Linked DNA regions of Mus musculus: region 2 is linked to region 1. Evidence: chromatin contacts called from public promoter capture Hi-C data. All regions are on one chromosome and are shown on one strand. The core of a region is the stretch at or near the end of the contact, and the rest is flanking DNA. Distances in the headings are between cores, read along the strand shown. Region 1 holds the start of Dmrta2os (a long non-coding RNA gene). Region 2 holds the start of Foxd2 (forkhead box D2).

Region 1 (7,220 bases), core at 1,510-4,009:
CCGAAGTGGCTGGCATTGGGCTGCAGTGGCGAGAAGGCGGAGCGGCTGCTGAGCGAGCCCAGCGCGCCGGGCGTCATGGCCCCGGCCAGCAAGGGTCTGTGGTGCGGGGGCGCGGTGGGCCCGGTCTGCAGCGGAGCGGGCAACCCGGCTCCCCCGGCGGCTGCGGCCTCCACGCGCCCGGGCCACGCGTCCTCCACCGCCGCGCTCACCGCGGCCTTCTCCAGCGGTGCGGCGGGGCCCAGGCCAGCCGCCAGGCCTCCGCGGTGGTGGTTGAGCACCTGCTCGATGGCCTGCACCACGTCGCCGCCACAGCCCTGCAGCACCAGCTCCAGGACGCCTCTCCGGTGGCCCGGGAAGACGCGCGTCAAGATGTCCAGCGGCGTCCGCTGCCGCGGCCCCGGCCCGCCGCCCAGCCCCGGAGTCGGTGCGGCCTCGGCTTCTTCTTTGTCAGCCTCCGAACCCGATTCGGAACCCAGGGGGCTGGAGGAGCCGGGGCTGTCCTCCTCGCCGCCACCGCCGGCGCCCGCGCTCCCAGGACAGCTGCCACCCGCCTCCTTGGAGGCCCGGGCCAGAGGCGACCCGGAAAAGGACTCGCCGTCTCCGTTCTCCGAGCCTGAGCCGGGCCGCACCTCCGGGGACGAGGTCCGGGGACCTGAGTCCGCGCCGTCGGGCGACAAGGGCTTCCCTGGCGGCGGCTGCGGACTGTCGGGGCGGCCGGCCTGAAGCAGCGTCTTGGGAAACAGATCAAACTTCTGCAATTTGGCCTCTGAGAGGAGGGAAAAGACGGAGATGTGAGGAGAGGTTAAGAACACTGGACCCTTTTGAATGCCAGTTTCCTCTTGTTCCTCTCCACCTCCCAACTATTCTTGACAGGGCTCTGGTTTTATTTTTACCTCTTCCCAAAGATCCTACAGCTCTCCCCCTCCTCCTAGGCTCACGCTTCTTCTGTGCCCAGACACCCCCACCCCGACCTGACACCCTGAAAACTTGATGTTCAGTAAGCTCTTCCTACACTTGTGCCCTAACACCTCCACTCCCTTCCCATCTCACCCCGCCCTAGAGAAGTGGCTTTGTCAAGATTCCAATCCGAGCAAACAGAACTTCTACCTATACCTCAGAGTATGTGGAAGACACTACTCACTCAGGTTGCCAGAGCCTTAGGCACTTCAACCTGGAGAGAGGGATCCTTAGGGGACTAGGTCCTTAGCCTCTCTACAGACAAAATAAATTACATCCTATTTCTTGACCACATTTTTCAAAACTCCTAAGAAATGTCCTTCTTCCAAAGAGTCTGAGAGCCGGGACCGTCCCATTGCCCAACTGCCTCCCTCACCTTCGAGTCAAAAAAGTAGAGTAGACAGAGCAAGGGAAAGGGACCCGAGAAAGAGCAAAAAAAGTGCCAACTATGAGAAACCCGGCGTGCCTGAGAGAGAAACGGAGCCAGAGCGAGGGGAACGCAGAGAATGTTTTGTCAGAAATGCCTTAGGAACTGGAGGAAAGGAATCTTGCTGAGAAACGAAAGAGGGCGTCTCCAGTACTTAGGGAAGTAGTGCGGATTAGAAGGATTGCCAGGGTCTTTTCAGAAGAGTTGGGAAGAAAAGAGAGTGGTGGCCTGTAAGAAGCTCAGAGCAGAACAGATGGGCGGCTTCCGGGCTGCCAGGGGAGAAGGCCCAGCTAAATGAGTTGGGCAGTAACTAAGGACCTGCCCCCTAACAAGAGTAAGGCTAAAGTGTTGCCTTGGGGCCTGGGGTGAGGGCGAGGAAGAAAGTATAAAAACTGCAGGCAGGGCAGAGAGTTTATGAGTGGGTGGAGAGCCACAGTTAAGTAGTTGGAGCATCTAGGGAAGGGAGCTGCACTTTGTCAGGGAAGGAACAAGCCACTAGGCCTCGCGCACCAGCCCTGTGTCCCCTGGGCTCCTCCTTCCAGACCCCACCCCACCCCCAGTGTGACCGTGCTCTCACCTGCGCCCCCTGCGCCCCCTGCACTCCCCGCGGGCGCTCCAGCTCCAGGACCCCCGCCGTCGGTGGCGCAAACCGAGCCAAAGACTTCGTAGGCAGGCCGCGGGGGGATGATGCCGTTGGCGGCGGCCAGCGCCAGGCCCTCGGCAGTGCCGTACAGCAATTGCAACTCGCGCGCCTCGTTCTCCTCCTGCGCCTGCTGCCTGCGCAAGGCCACCTGAGCCGCCATGACGCGCTGGCGCTCGGCGATGAGCGTACACTTGGCGCACAGGCAGTCCTTCCAGCGGCAGTAGCGCTTGTGGCCCTTGAGCGCGGACACCACTCCGTGGTTGCGGCAGCGCGCGCACTTGGGGGTCCGCGGGTACTTCTCCGCTGCCCTCAACAGCAGCGGCGGCGCCCGCAGCAAGCCTCCGGCCACGCTCACTGGTAGCGATGCTGCGGCAGCTGCCGCCGCAGCCACCGACGCCACCGATGCCACGGGTGGTCCCGTCGCTGTCGCTGCTGCTGTCGCCGCACCGGGCACGCTGGGCAGCTCCGAGCGCAGCTCCATGGCTGGACCTAGCGTGGGGAAAGTGGGGATACCTGAGTCAGGGTAATACAGTCACTAGGCTTAAGCACGGCCTGCAGAAACCCATTTTGGGAAACTTTGGTTGTACAAGTTTAACTAAACTTGTGGCTGTCAAACTGCTGGGGAAACGAACTGGAAGCTCCCTGTAAACAAGTACGCCCCCACCCCCACCACTGACCTCTTATATCTGACTACACGTGTAAGATTTCGTTTGAATCAGTAGTTCCGCCAAGGGGAAAAAAACAAGACAACGTTTGGAAGTCATTGGTGCAGTTGAATGTAAAGAGGATTTGGAAAGAAAATATTATGCCCAAAGCTTAGGTTAATTGGGGTGAGTCGAGAAAAGAGAAATATTTGCCTGAAAGGGACTCAGATTACAGAGAAAACTTGGGACCAACAAGCGGATGTCAAAGGCAAAGCAAGAAAAAAAAAAAAAAAGGAGCAAAATGATCCCGTTTGGTGGACAGGTGAAGAGGAGAGAAATGTGCAGGCGGGGTGAGGAGGTGAACAGGTTGGGCTGGGGTCTTAATTGTAGCTTTCAATGTGGAAGCAGAGGAATTCGAGCAAAAAGGAACTGAAGAATTTTTTCCTGTTAGAAGTAGGGTAAGAACTAGAAGACAAAACTTGGAGGCAAAGTTCGGCTTATGGCCCTGGGATCACAGCCAAAAGAATTCTGCAAATACTGTGGTCTGAGCCTCTAAAGGGTTAGTTCTATTCCACAGAACTGAGTGTAGGAGAGCTGAGAAGAGAGAAAAGCCATCGGAAGAAACTTTCTTTGGACTGGCCACCCTAGCTCAAAGATTAGTTGAATAACAAGAAAAACGTCCAGAAACAGCTGACAAGGCGACCCGGACTGAGGTCCACCGAGAGGGACAGCGCTGCTTAGGAAAAAAATCTCCAGCAAAAGGTAGGGCGGGGATAGGGTGAAACCTGTGGCTTGGGGGTTAGACTTTTAGTCTGGAGTAGTCAGAGGAAAGCACATCTTCAGAAAAGTTAGACTTTGCAGGAGCCAGAGTCCTTTTGCTCAATGCCTCTTACCCAACCCCCACCCCTCCCAGTTTAGGAACTGAGTCCTCAGACACGCCCTCCTCATCCTGGGACCTCTTGGGACCCCGCTTGTGCGCAGGTTCCAGAGTGTTGGTCTCAGACCAGGGTTCTGGGACTTGCACAATCCAGCAGGCCTCAAAGGAGGCCAGGAAGTCGCCTCCAAAACTGACCCTGAAGGGACCCGAGAGTCTCACCTGCGCCGCAGCCGCAGAAGGCCCAGCAGGCCCTGCTCCTGGCTTCCGCCGCGGCCTCCACTCCCCGCCACGCAGCCCGGGTCCCCGCCAGAGCCGGGAGCCGCTCCTGGGGTCCGGGTCTGGGAATCCCAGAGCACCGTGTGCTCCGAGGCCTCTTCCCCCAGACCCTCAAGCACTCAATGCCCAAGGCCCGGCAGGGCCTGGGCCTCGCCCTCGGGGGCCACCGACCCGGTCGCCTCCCCTGCTCGGCTGCCGGCCCTCCCCTACCTGCCTCGAGCTCCGGGCTCCTCCTCTGTTGGCGCAGCACGCGTCGCCCAGCTCGGCTCGCGCCTCGGCTCTCTTGGCCTCGTCCCTCTGCCCCCGGCCCCTTCTCTGACCACGTCACCCTCCTTCAGCCACCATGTCCGAACTTCCGGACCCCTCTAGGAACACAGCAGTCCAACACCCCGGAGGGGCCTCGGGGCCGGGGGCCTGGCCGAGGGCGGGCTGGTTGCAACCGGCGTCCCCTCGGTGCGCTCCGGACGCTGCGCTCGCCCCGGGCCGGGTAGTCCGGCGCTGCCAGCTCTCAATGAGCCGCTCGCCCGCTCTATTGTTGCTCCTCAGGGCTCCATTAGACAGAATTGGACAACAATGTGGCGCCTGCCATTGGCCAGGGGAGACAGTCGGCGCTCTGATTGGCCGGGCCCGCGCCCGGGGAGCCCCTCATTCTACAGTGTCCGAAAGATTCGAAACTCCGCACGCTCTGCTGAGTGCCTGCGGGATGGGAGGGGGCGCCAGGGAAGGAGTGCGCGAGGAGGAGCGTTGCAAATGTCGTGACAAGAAGTTTCCGTGCGCCCGAGAGCGTGTGAATTGCTCCTAATTACCGTGTCCGGTGCGCCTCTCCGCGTAGACGTGTGTAACCCCTCTACTCCTGGGGCTCCGGCTCCACTGAGCCACTCTCCCTTGGCCCGGGGCGCTTGGCAAGGCCTAGCTTCCCAAGTGGCCCCGGAGGCCTGGGGCGGGACAGGAGCAGGTGACAATTCAATTACCGCTGTCGAAGTGGGAGTGGAACCCGGGTGCCGGGGTGGGGGAGGGAGGGCGTTCACCGCAGACTTGCCAAGATGGTTTTTGCTGGCTTCCTTCTGACCGTGACCGTGTGCTTCCACGTCCGACGGGCTCCGAGGTAGTTGAGAGCCGGTTTGCTCCCTTCCCCCGCCCTCTATCACCTTTAATGCTTAGTTTCTTCGTTTGCAAAGTCCTGACACCGTGGGCGTCACGGAGTGGTAAGTGCGATTTGTAAGGATTTGTGTTTTCAAGCTAGGAGCCCCGGGAGGAACGTGGGTCCAAGCGCTGCAGCTTCTCCTCTCCCTGCGCCCCTGCCCTTTCCCTCGGCCCCCTGTGCCCTCCTTGCCTTTCCGAATTTCTTTGCATCTTGCTGCCCTTTTTTGTGGAATTCTTTTTGTGGCTGTTTGAAATTAACAAAGTTTACTTGTAACTTTTTTTTTTTAAAGCCAAAGTAAAAAGCCGCCTTTGCGACTCCCCAGATCCTCTGGAGGCTGGAGGAACCGGCCAGACGGTCAGACCCATCAGCCCACAAGACTTCCGCAGGGGGCGAGGGCACTGGACCTGCTTTGACTTGGCCTTCCTCGACCCGTGCTGACGTCACGGCCCGAGAACCCCCTTGGGTCTGCGGAGGAGGTAACAAGTTCGAATTTTGTATCTCTTCCTAGTTATTCCCATCTGTTACTGATGTTTAAATCCTTGGACTGTGTCACCCTCCAGCTCGGACTTTTCCTTTGCCTTTGAGGCTAACATTCTGTTACTCTCATTTTTGCTTTCTACTTTTCTCCTTCAGAGTAAAGAAAATTCGTTTAAATGAAATGCGAAACTATCTCCTTACTCCCTTTCCGATCCCTGCCGTGCGTTTTGGCATTGATTTTTAGAAACCCTTGGGCGTCGGAAGTCGGGTCTCTGCCACTGCAGACGGTCATCTGCTAGGCACCCAGAGCCTGCCTCAGGAGGACCCGCGACTGGGACTGGAAAGAAGAGGAGATCAGCAGGACCCCAAAACAGAACCATGGTCCTGCAAGGGTCAGGATGCGCTCCGCCCAAGGAGCCAACTGAGGATCCGACTGGGGGAGATAAGAAGGGGCGTTGAGCCTCAGAATCTAGCAGACAGCTTCCAGAAAGTTCGCCAGGCCTGTTTCAAAGGAGCCTGGACACGAATAATATAGAATAGTAGCCTGGTGCCCGCCACAGGGAAAGTTCTCCAGAGCCGGGAGAAAGGATTTGATAGGGAGTTAAGGGTCTCGAGATCTCCAGGGGCCAGAGGGTAGAATAACTCTGACTATGCCTGAGTGCTGGCCTGTGGGAGGGAGGGGCAGGGAGGCTTCGCGTGCTGCCAGATTCCACGCGAGGCTTCTACTCGCCTGCTTTTAGAGCTTTTGGGGGGAATATTTCAGAAAAAAAATGTGGACCCCCAAACAAAATAACCTAACCAGATCCGCTTAGTTTTCTGGGAAGGGTGGCCTAACTTTTCTCGCACCTGAGGCTTGCGCACTTAGATGTCCTGACACTTAGATGGAGACGACAACGGTTACCGGAACCCCAGCTCTTGCTTTGAGCTGGATCGAACCTGTTTTGTCTTGTCTTGTTTTGTTTCTTCCTTTCCCACAGACAGGGTTGTTTCATAGTGTAACAAGCCCTGCCTAGACTCGCTTTGTAGACCAGGCTGGACTCTGAACACACAGAGATCCGCCTGCCTCTGCCTTTCCAGTGCTGGGATTAAAGTCCTGAGCCACCATGCCGGGCTGAACTTCCTTTTCTTAAAAGGCAGGAGGTATCGCATCCTGCAAAACAGCTCAGGCCAAACCACAGGGTGTACCCCGATCCGGATGCTCTTTCCTCTAGTTGATATCTCCCCGGGTCTGAGTTTCCAAGCTCTCTTTTCCCAAGTCGCCGATGGGGGCATTCACGTGAAGAATTAAGGAAGGAATCAGGAAAAAAAAGGCTTGTTCTGGACTGAGAGAACCATGCCCTTGTCGGCTTCCCAGGCCCTTCCTGATGTTAGCTTCTGCTGATAGGAGCCCTGCCCAAAATGGAGAGGACTGGAAGTGACCCAGCTAAGCCGCTAGCCTTAGGGAGCACATATCCAACAGGAGGACAAGGAAGACCCATCATCATCACCACCACCACCACCACGCACATCCCAACAGAACTCCACCCTTAGGACCTCAGTGCAGGGTCGGACACACCTTTCATGTACACACGGGGGGGGGGGGTGCGCTCACCTCTGACGTTCTCCCACCTAAGGGACCCTTTCAAAAAGTTTAACTCCACAGTGTGCTCTCTTAAGCATGTTCGCCTGTGGACCCAGCCAAACCAGGTCGCGAGTATGCACACTCAGCACTGGGCATATCCTCAGGCAATATTATGCTAGTGCATAGCGCCCCAGACCTTCTCCGCCTGCCGGGA
Region 2 (7,220 bases), core at 1,244-3,743, 4.9 Mb before region 1:
GGTGGTTGTGAGCCACCATGTGGTTGCTGGGATTTGAACTTCAGACCTTCGGAAGAGCAGTCGGGTGCTCTTACCCACTGAGCCATCTCACCAGCCCCCCAATGTTAGTTTTCTCTTTACTTATTGGGATGCTGGCAGAGACGAGCTGGGGAGGAGTAAGGATGTGGTTGGTGGTGTGGAGTATCTGAGTGGAATCTCGTGGGAGAGAGGGTACTCCATTAAGCAAAGCAAACTTGAAGTATGCAAGTGGTTGCCAGAACATTCCACTTCCAGGGCCACTAGTCTGTTCAATTTACTGTCCCTGTTTTGAGTGCTGGACCTATTCCTTTCCCCAGGAATACTTGGTTTATGCAGACCCAACACACTAAGTGATCCCCTTTTTCAGAGGTTCCAGAGGGGGCTTGGAGAATCCCTGCCTTCATCAATGAAGGTTGCAGTTAGATAAAGGGGTTCACCCATCCTTACATTTTGCTTACATTCAGCAAATTTCCTCCTCACTGCCTTACTCCCAGTTTATCCTCCACATACCCTCCATGCGCGCACATGCGCGCACACACACACACACACACACATTTCAGCACATGGTTTAGAGATGTTACTGTAGATGGTACTACAAGGTGGGAGACCACATTTTCCCTGACCACCTTCCCTCCCAGAGAATAGGGCACCCAGAGTCTACGCAATCAGTGGCCTTCGATGGCTACCTTTACATATTGGTCACACGGTAAATTCATCTTACTTTATTTACTTACTTGATTCTGAGTCAGGGTCTCATCTGAAGCTCAGGCTGGCCTAGAACTTGAAGCAAACCTCCCGCCTCAGCATTCTGAATGCTGAAGTTACTTAAGCAAGGGCTAACCATCGTGTCAGGCTTGAGGTAGGTGTTTTAAATTTTATTTTAGAGGAAGAGTCAGGCAAAAAGATTAAAATTAGCCAGGTGAGACAGCTGGAAACTGGTGAAACCAAAATTGGGATCCCAGCAGTTTAAGTCCCCCGGTCCTGCTCTTAATCCTGCGGTGCACACCAGGAAAGTAGGGCCCTGAAAGGAAGTTACCTAAGGAGGGTCACAGAGCGCTGGGAGTGCACAGCAGGTATTGAGGCCCCCTATGCTGGAGCCTTGGCCACTGTGAGGCGCTGTTGAGGCAACAGCCAGCCTCTGTCCAGTTCTTACCTTCTCCCAATCCCTTCCAGCCCCAAGAGGTTGAAATGGGCTCAGTATAAACCTGAGCAACTTGTTTCTGGGTCCTAGAGGAAGAGTAGGGAAGAGGGATAAAGATGGGCAAAAGAATCTGGCTAGCAGAAAAAGCATACTGGACCAACCTTCTGTGGAGAAAGTCCCCAGATAAAAGGGCAACACTGGCCCAGGGATGAGGTTAAGTTTCTTCGGGGGGACATCTCCGTGAGAGTTCTGTTGTAAGAGTCTCTAAATCCGGAAATTAAGAGCGGGATTGTTAGACTTAGGAACAAACATCCAGGAAAACTCAGTTTCCGCAGGATATGCACGGGGGTCAAGAGAGACAATTATAAAGATTGAGATGCTGAGACAAAAAAAAAAAAAAAAAAAAAAAAATCAATCCTGCAAACCCAAGCTAAGGACCTGTGGGTGTGCGGAGAATGCGGCGAATGCGGAGACGAATCACTAAGAGGAGTGAGAGCAGACGGTCTTCCTGGGGACAGTGGCAGGGCCAGGGCCTTGGAGGGGAAAGAGAGGACCACCGCAGACATTTCTCACCTATCTGAGTAGGATCTTCCGGCGCCCGAGTTTGTTCCTCTGGATCACTCTCTTCACTTGTCCTCCAGAACTCCCTTAGCCTCCAGTAGGTCCTTGTCCGCGGCGTCGGTCTGGCCATCTCGGCTCACTGGCGATCCATCCGCGCTTCGGCCCGGGTGGCCCGGGCGCCGCCTTGGGGAGATGAGGAGAGGAGGTTTGTAGCCACTGCCACCACCAGATGCAGCTGCGCCGGCATAAGCTTTGACTTCCAGTAACTGAGCGCACTGAAGGTGGTGGTGGCTCCAGGGAGCCACGGGGTTGCGGGAGCTGCGAGGAGAAGGATGACCCGCCTCCAGCCAAGCGAGCCTAGCTCCCGCCACCGCGGCAGTTTGTTCCCGCCGGGCCCGGGAGCAGAGGACCTCTGCCCGCCCCCTTCCTTCCCCGCCCCACCCTGCCCAGAGAGCTCCGCCCCGGGCCCACAGTTCTTCCGCCTTAGGCTGCCACCAGGCGGGAGGGACTAATCTCCTGAAGCCCCACTTATGTGTCTAGGGGCCCAGAAGCCCAGATTCGACCGAGTAACGGGCTGCTTTACTGCTCTTCTCCAGTGCCTGGTTTTCTAGTCCCGGGGCAGCACCGGTTGGGTGCGCCCTGCAGGGTGAAAGTCCTAGAGTTTCAACACCAGGGGGCGCTGAGGAGCTAGGGGACATCCCCTCCCTGTCCTCCGCCCCCTCCCCGCCCGCGCGCAAAACACACTGGTCGGAGAGGCAGCACGGCGGAGCCGGAGCCGCGGGCCGAGCGGAGCCGGAGAGCGGCGGCGGAGGAGGCGGCGGAGGAGGCGGCGGCGGCGGCGGCGGCACCATGACCCTGGGCAGCTGCTGCTGCGAGATCATGTCCTCCGAGAGCTCCCCGGCCGCGCTGTCTGAGCCCGACGCAGACATAGACGTGGTGGGCGGCGGCAGCGGTGGGGGGGAGCTCACAGCCCGCTCCGGGCCCCGCGCCCCTCGGGACGTGCTCCCTCACGGCCACGAGCCTCCCCCGGAGGAAGCCGAGGCGGACGTGGCTGAGGACGAGGAAGAGTCGGGAGGTTGCTCTGACTGCGAGCCCCGCGCTCTAGCGCCCCGGGGGGCGGCGGCCGCAGCGGGAAGCCCGGGGCCCGGCGTGCAGGCAGCCCGAGGCGCAACGGGGCCGGGGCCGGGACCCGGGCCGCCGTCGGGGGGCGCGGCGACACGGAGCCCTCTGGTGAAACCACCTTATTCGTACATCGCCCTCATCACCATGGCCATCCTGCAGAGCCCCAAGAAGCGCCTGACGCTGAGCGAGATCTGCGAGTTCATCAGCGGCCGCTTCCCCTACTACCGGGAGAAGTTCCCTGCCTGGCAGAATAGCATCCGCCACAACCTCTCCCTCAACGACTGCTTCGTTAAGATCCCCCGCGAGCCGGGCAACCCGGGCAAGGGCAACTACTGGACGCTCGACCCGGAGTCGGCCGACATGTTCGACAACGGCAGTTTCCTGCGGCGCCGCAAGCGCTTCAAGCGGCAGCCTCTGCCGCCACCGCATCCACACCCGCATCCTCACCCGGAGCTGCTGTTGCGTGGCGGGGCTGCCGCGGCCGGGGACCCTGGCGCCTTCCTCTCGAGCTTCGCCGCTTACGGCGCTTACGGCTACGGCTACGGGCTGGCGCTCCCGGCCTACGGTGCACCTCCACCGGGCCCGGCCCCACACCCGCATCCGCACCCGCACGCCTTCGCCTTCGCCGCCACCGCGCCTTGCCAGCTGTCAGTTCCCCCGGGCCGCGCCGCGGCGCCTCCTCCCGGACCTCCGACGGCCTCGGTCTTCGCAAGCGCGGCCTCGGCGCCGGCCCCTGCGCCTGCCCCGGGATCTGGCCCGAGCCCCGCAGGGCTGCCTGCCTTCCTAGGCGCAGAGCTGGGTTGCGCCAAGGCTTTCTACCCCGCGTCCTTGAGTCCCCCCGCAGCTGGCACAGCGGCTAGCCTGTCCACTGCACTCCTGCGTCAGGGCCTCAAGACGGACGCCGGCGGTGGTGCGGGTGGCGGGGGCGCGGGGACAGGCCAGAGGCCTTCCTTTTCTATAGACCACATCATGGGCCACGGTGGTGGCGGGGCCGCACCCCCGGGCAGCGGCGACGGTTCTCCGGGATCGCCATTCGCCGCAGCCGCAGGTCCTGGGGGTCAAGCCCAAGTCTTGGCCATGCTGACTGCCCCGGCCCTGACTCCGGTGGCTGGCCACATCCGCCTCTCGCACCCAGGGGACTCACTCCTGTCTTCAGGGCCCTCGTTTGCCAGCAAAGTCGCGGGCCTCAGTGGCTGCCACTTTTGACCGCACCGGGCTCGGGCCAGTTAGGCCCTCACTCCTTAACCTCTCTGGGGAGCTCGGCCGGTCCCAGCGGAATTCAGGGAGTCTATTTATGAAGAGTCTCCAGACCTAGGCCGTCGCGCGTTATCGGGCACTTCAAGCTGCAAGCTCAGAATGTCACCGGCAGTTGGGACGAAGCGGGCTCCCTGGCCTCCCTGATCTACGCAATAGGTTTAAAGCGGAGACCGCTTTTCTGTTTGAGCATCAAAAAGGAGAGCAGGAACCTTCTCTGTGTCTTGCCTTTGCGCCTTTCACAGTCAGAGAATGCTTTGGCAGAGATACGCCTGTCGGTTGTTGGATCGCGCCAGAATCACCCATGGCTTGAAAAAACCCACTGCCCCATTCCTTCCTCAACTTTGAGACCCGCTCATCCAATATTATAATTTAAAGACATCTGTTATCTGCTTTGTGCTTAAGAGAAATTTTCAAAAAAAATTTTTTTGGTTCCTTTTGCTGTTCTTCAAGGAAGCTGGTTCCCTCCAAGCCTAAGGCAGGCTCTTCACAGTCGGGAAGCTAAGAGAAGTGAAACGGGGTCTCCACAATCCTTGAAGAAACCGCAGAGCCCATTTCCCCGAGGAAAATGTTTTCTCTCTGGTGTTTGGCTGTTTTTTATTTTATTTTTTATTTTAAAAAAAGCCCTCTTTGGCTTTTCCCGTGGTCCATAGGCCCAGCCATCCAGGGCTAGCGGTCCTCTTGGCCTTCTCCTCTGCCCCAGGCCCTGTGATATTTATTGTAGTTAAAGGCAATGAGAGTGGGTGGGAGAAGAGGGTCTGGAGAGGTGGGAATTGGGTGGGCAAGGGCACAGAGCTGTGGCGGGGGGGGGGCTCCTATAGTTATATGTAAATATCTGTACAGCGGGCTGCCCCCCTCCCCAACGCATTCTCTGTCCACTGGTGTGCATTGATTTAGACTTCTCCACTTAGCGGAGACTCTGTGAAATCGTCTGATGGTCTGTATGGAAGAAAAAAAAATTGTCTCCCTCTCCCTCTTCATTGGTGTCAATTGAATAAATGTATGTGAACTTAGCAGCAGTCACCAGTTCAATCTGATTGCCCGAACTCCCTTGTCCTTGTCGAGGCTCTCCTAGAAGACCTCAAGCTCCCCAGCAGAGGGAGAGGGAGAAAGAGCTAGGTGAGAAGCTCAAAACTAAGGAAGCTTTGAGCTAGTCAGATGGTGGAGGGAGGCTCTAGACACTGCTGGGGCCTTCTGCTTCCAACTGGGCCAGGTCTCTGGAAGCCTGTGACCACTTTCATTTTCACTCTGGTACAAGGAAGGGCAAAAGCCTGGGGCTGGGCAGAGGGATTCTATTTTCTACTGCACCCCAGACGTCTCACCTTCTTCTAGTATAGATTTTAGTGTGGACTAGGCAGATTTCAGTGCTAAGTGCTGGAGCACTGTGGCTACTGAGTACTAGTCCATGCCTCTTGAATCATATTTTGTATGACTCTCCTTTTTCTGTGTGTGCAGGAGCTTTTCAATGAAGATTTTGGTGGTTTGGTTTTGTATTTGTCTTGGTCACCCTGGGATTTTTTGTTCGTGTGTGTGTGTGTGTGTGTGTGTGTGTGTGTGTGTGCGCGTGTGTGTATAAGGAGTGTATTTCAGGCATGTTTGAGTTTTTGTTTCTATGTGTGTCCATGAATATGTGCCATGACTATTAGTCACTGTCTAATAGGAGGGCATTTCTTTTGGCCCCTAGAGGGCCTTTAGAACCCCCACTCCCACACACTTCTGACAGTGGAAGGCTTTATTTAGGGACTGTACAAACTGAGTTAGAAAGCTCATCCTCACCCAGCTTGAGTGGGCTAGAGGATATGATCAACTAAACAGTGAGGGGGGTTCACTCTGTTAGGGCAAAGGTCTTGGTTCCTGGAGCCATGTTCACAGCCAGGAACTCCTGCCTCCTGGTCGGATTAAGACTATCCACGGTGCATTGGACCCTTGTGCTCTCTGCCTTGTGCTTGAGATTCCCAATAGCTAGATCTGTAACCATTGGGGGTGAAGGTAATGTTTTGGGTGAAGTGGAAGGTGGTTATCCCTTTTCTGTATATTCCACTGAGTTTGTAGGCGAAGCATGTGGGAGTGCAGGAAGAGGCAATTCTTTCAGCCTTTACAGAAAACTGACAGAGTCAGAGCAAAGGCTCTGTTTATCTCTTAAGTGAAGATAAACAACAGAGAAAGTAGAAGTCAGTGTCAGAGACCCAGATGCAAAGAACTTGGGGGTGTGGACAAAATAAATTACCCAGAACTCACTAGTATCCCTTAGCTGACAGGGAAAGAAGGAAGAGGCGTGCAGTACATCAGGATTCGGAGGGGAAACACTGGAACTGGGGAGGGATTGTTGAGGTGTCACTAAAGGTCTCCAGGGAGACAAGGCTCAGGTGTGAGTGGTGAACATAGTTCTGTCAAGATGCCAAGAGTCTCCCTCCCCCATCTCTGAAAGAATAAGAGGTCAGGGAGATAGAATGCTACCTTCCCACCATCTTACCAAATAGACCAGAAACTAGATTAGCTTCAGAGGTCTGGATTGAGAAATATTCTCCAGTACTGGAATAATGGTCTCTGACCTGCTGCTTCACTGACTTGCATGGCTCCAAATTTGATGAGTATGGTTTTGTTTCTTTTTACTTGAGTAGGGGTGTATGTGAATGTGTGTGTGTGTGTATGTGTGTGTGTGTGTGTGTGTGTGTGTGTGTGTGTGTGTGTACAGCCTGGGGAAATTGTTTTCTCTGGGAAAAAAAAAAGACCTTTCAACTCCACAAACCTCTGCCATGAAAATTAAATTAGTTTGGAATATTAGATTCTACATATTAGTTTGGAGTTTTGAATAAAAGTTGAATTTTTCCCTGTCTCGAAAAGATAAAATCAGACAGGCTTCATATTGGATGGTAGATAGGTAGGTGAGCTGGCTATAACCAACTGCTACTTACAGGGGAAGTGGAAGGTTCTTTTGGATGAATTGCTATTTGTCCTGGTGTGTGTGTGTGTGTGTGTGTGTGTGTGTGTGTGTGTGTGTGTATACCAATGGTAGAAATACGGGTTTGCAGAAAAGGATGAGATGTGTAAAAGTTCTCTAGGGCTCTTGGGGTCCCCAAGGAGACCCTCTACTCAGACTCTAGCTTTTCAATGAGTCAACAGG

The links. Promoter capture Hi-C pulls out the DNA fragments that hold promoters and counts their contacts.
Region 2: a contact with region 1 is called in a promoter capture Hi-C map of embryonic stem cells, with 9 times the contacts expected there. The contact joins the promoter of Foxd2 here to the promoter of Dmrta2os in region 1. A contact is called at or near these places in 8 of 39 promoter capture datasets (cranial neural crest, embryonic stem cells, frontonasal cranial neural crest and 3 more), 32 of 484 Hi-C or Micro-C datasets (B cells, LSK cells, cerebellum and 11 more), 3 of 115 datasets of contacts at active chromatin or transcription factors (embryonic hindbrain and embryonic stem cells) and 1 of 9 other capture datasets (embryonic stem cells).

What each region holds. Positions count from the first base shown.
Region 1 is chr4:109,975,151-109,982,370 of GRCm38.p6, reverse strand. It overlaps Dmrta2os (a long non-coding RNA gene), which reads left to right and starts at 2,759. Exons shown (of 4, transcript XR_868017.3): 1 at 2,759-3,433; 2 at 3,585-5,029; 3 at 5,258-5,444; 4 at 5,602-7,220. Dmrta2 (doublesex and mab-3 related transcription factor like family A2) reads right to left here and starts at 4,346. Exons shown (of 3, transcript NM_172296.2): 1 at 4,035-4,346; 2 at 1,962-2,516; 3 at 1-766. The coding sequence starts at 2,508.
Region 2 is chr4:114,904,171-114,911,390 of GRCm38.p6, reverse strand. Foxd2 (forkhead box D2) reads left to right here and starts at 2,493. Exons shown (of 1, transcript NM_008593.3): 1 at 2,493-5,111. The coding sequence starts at 2,570. The coding sequence ends at 4,048. Foxd2os (forkhead box D2, opposite strand) reads right to left here and starts at 2,134. Exons shown (of 4, transcript NR_030721.2): 1 at 1,733-2,134.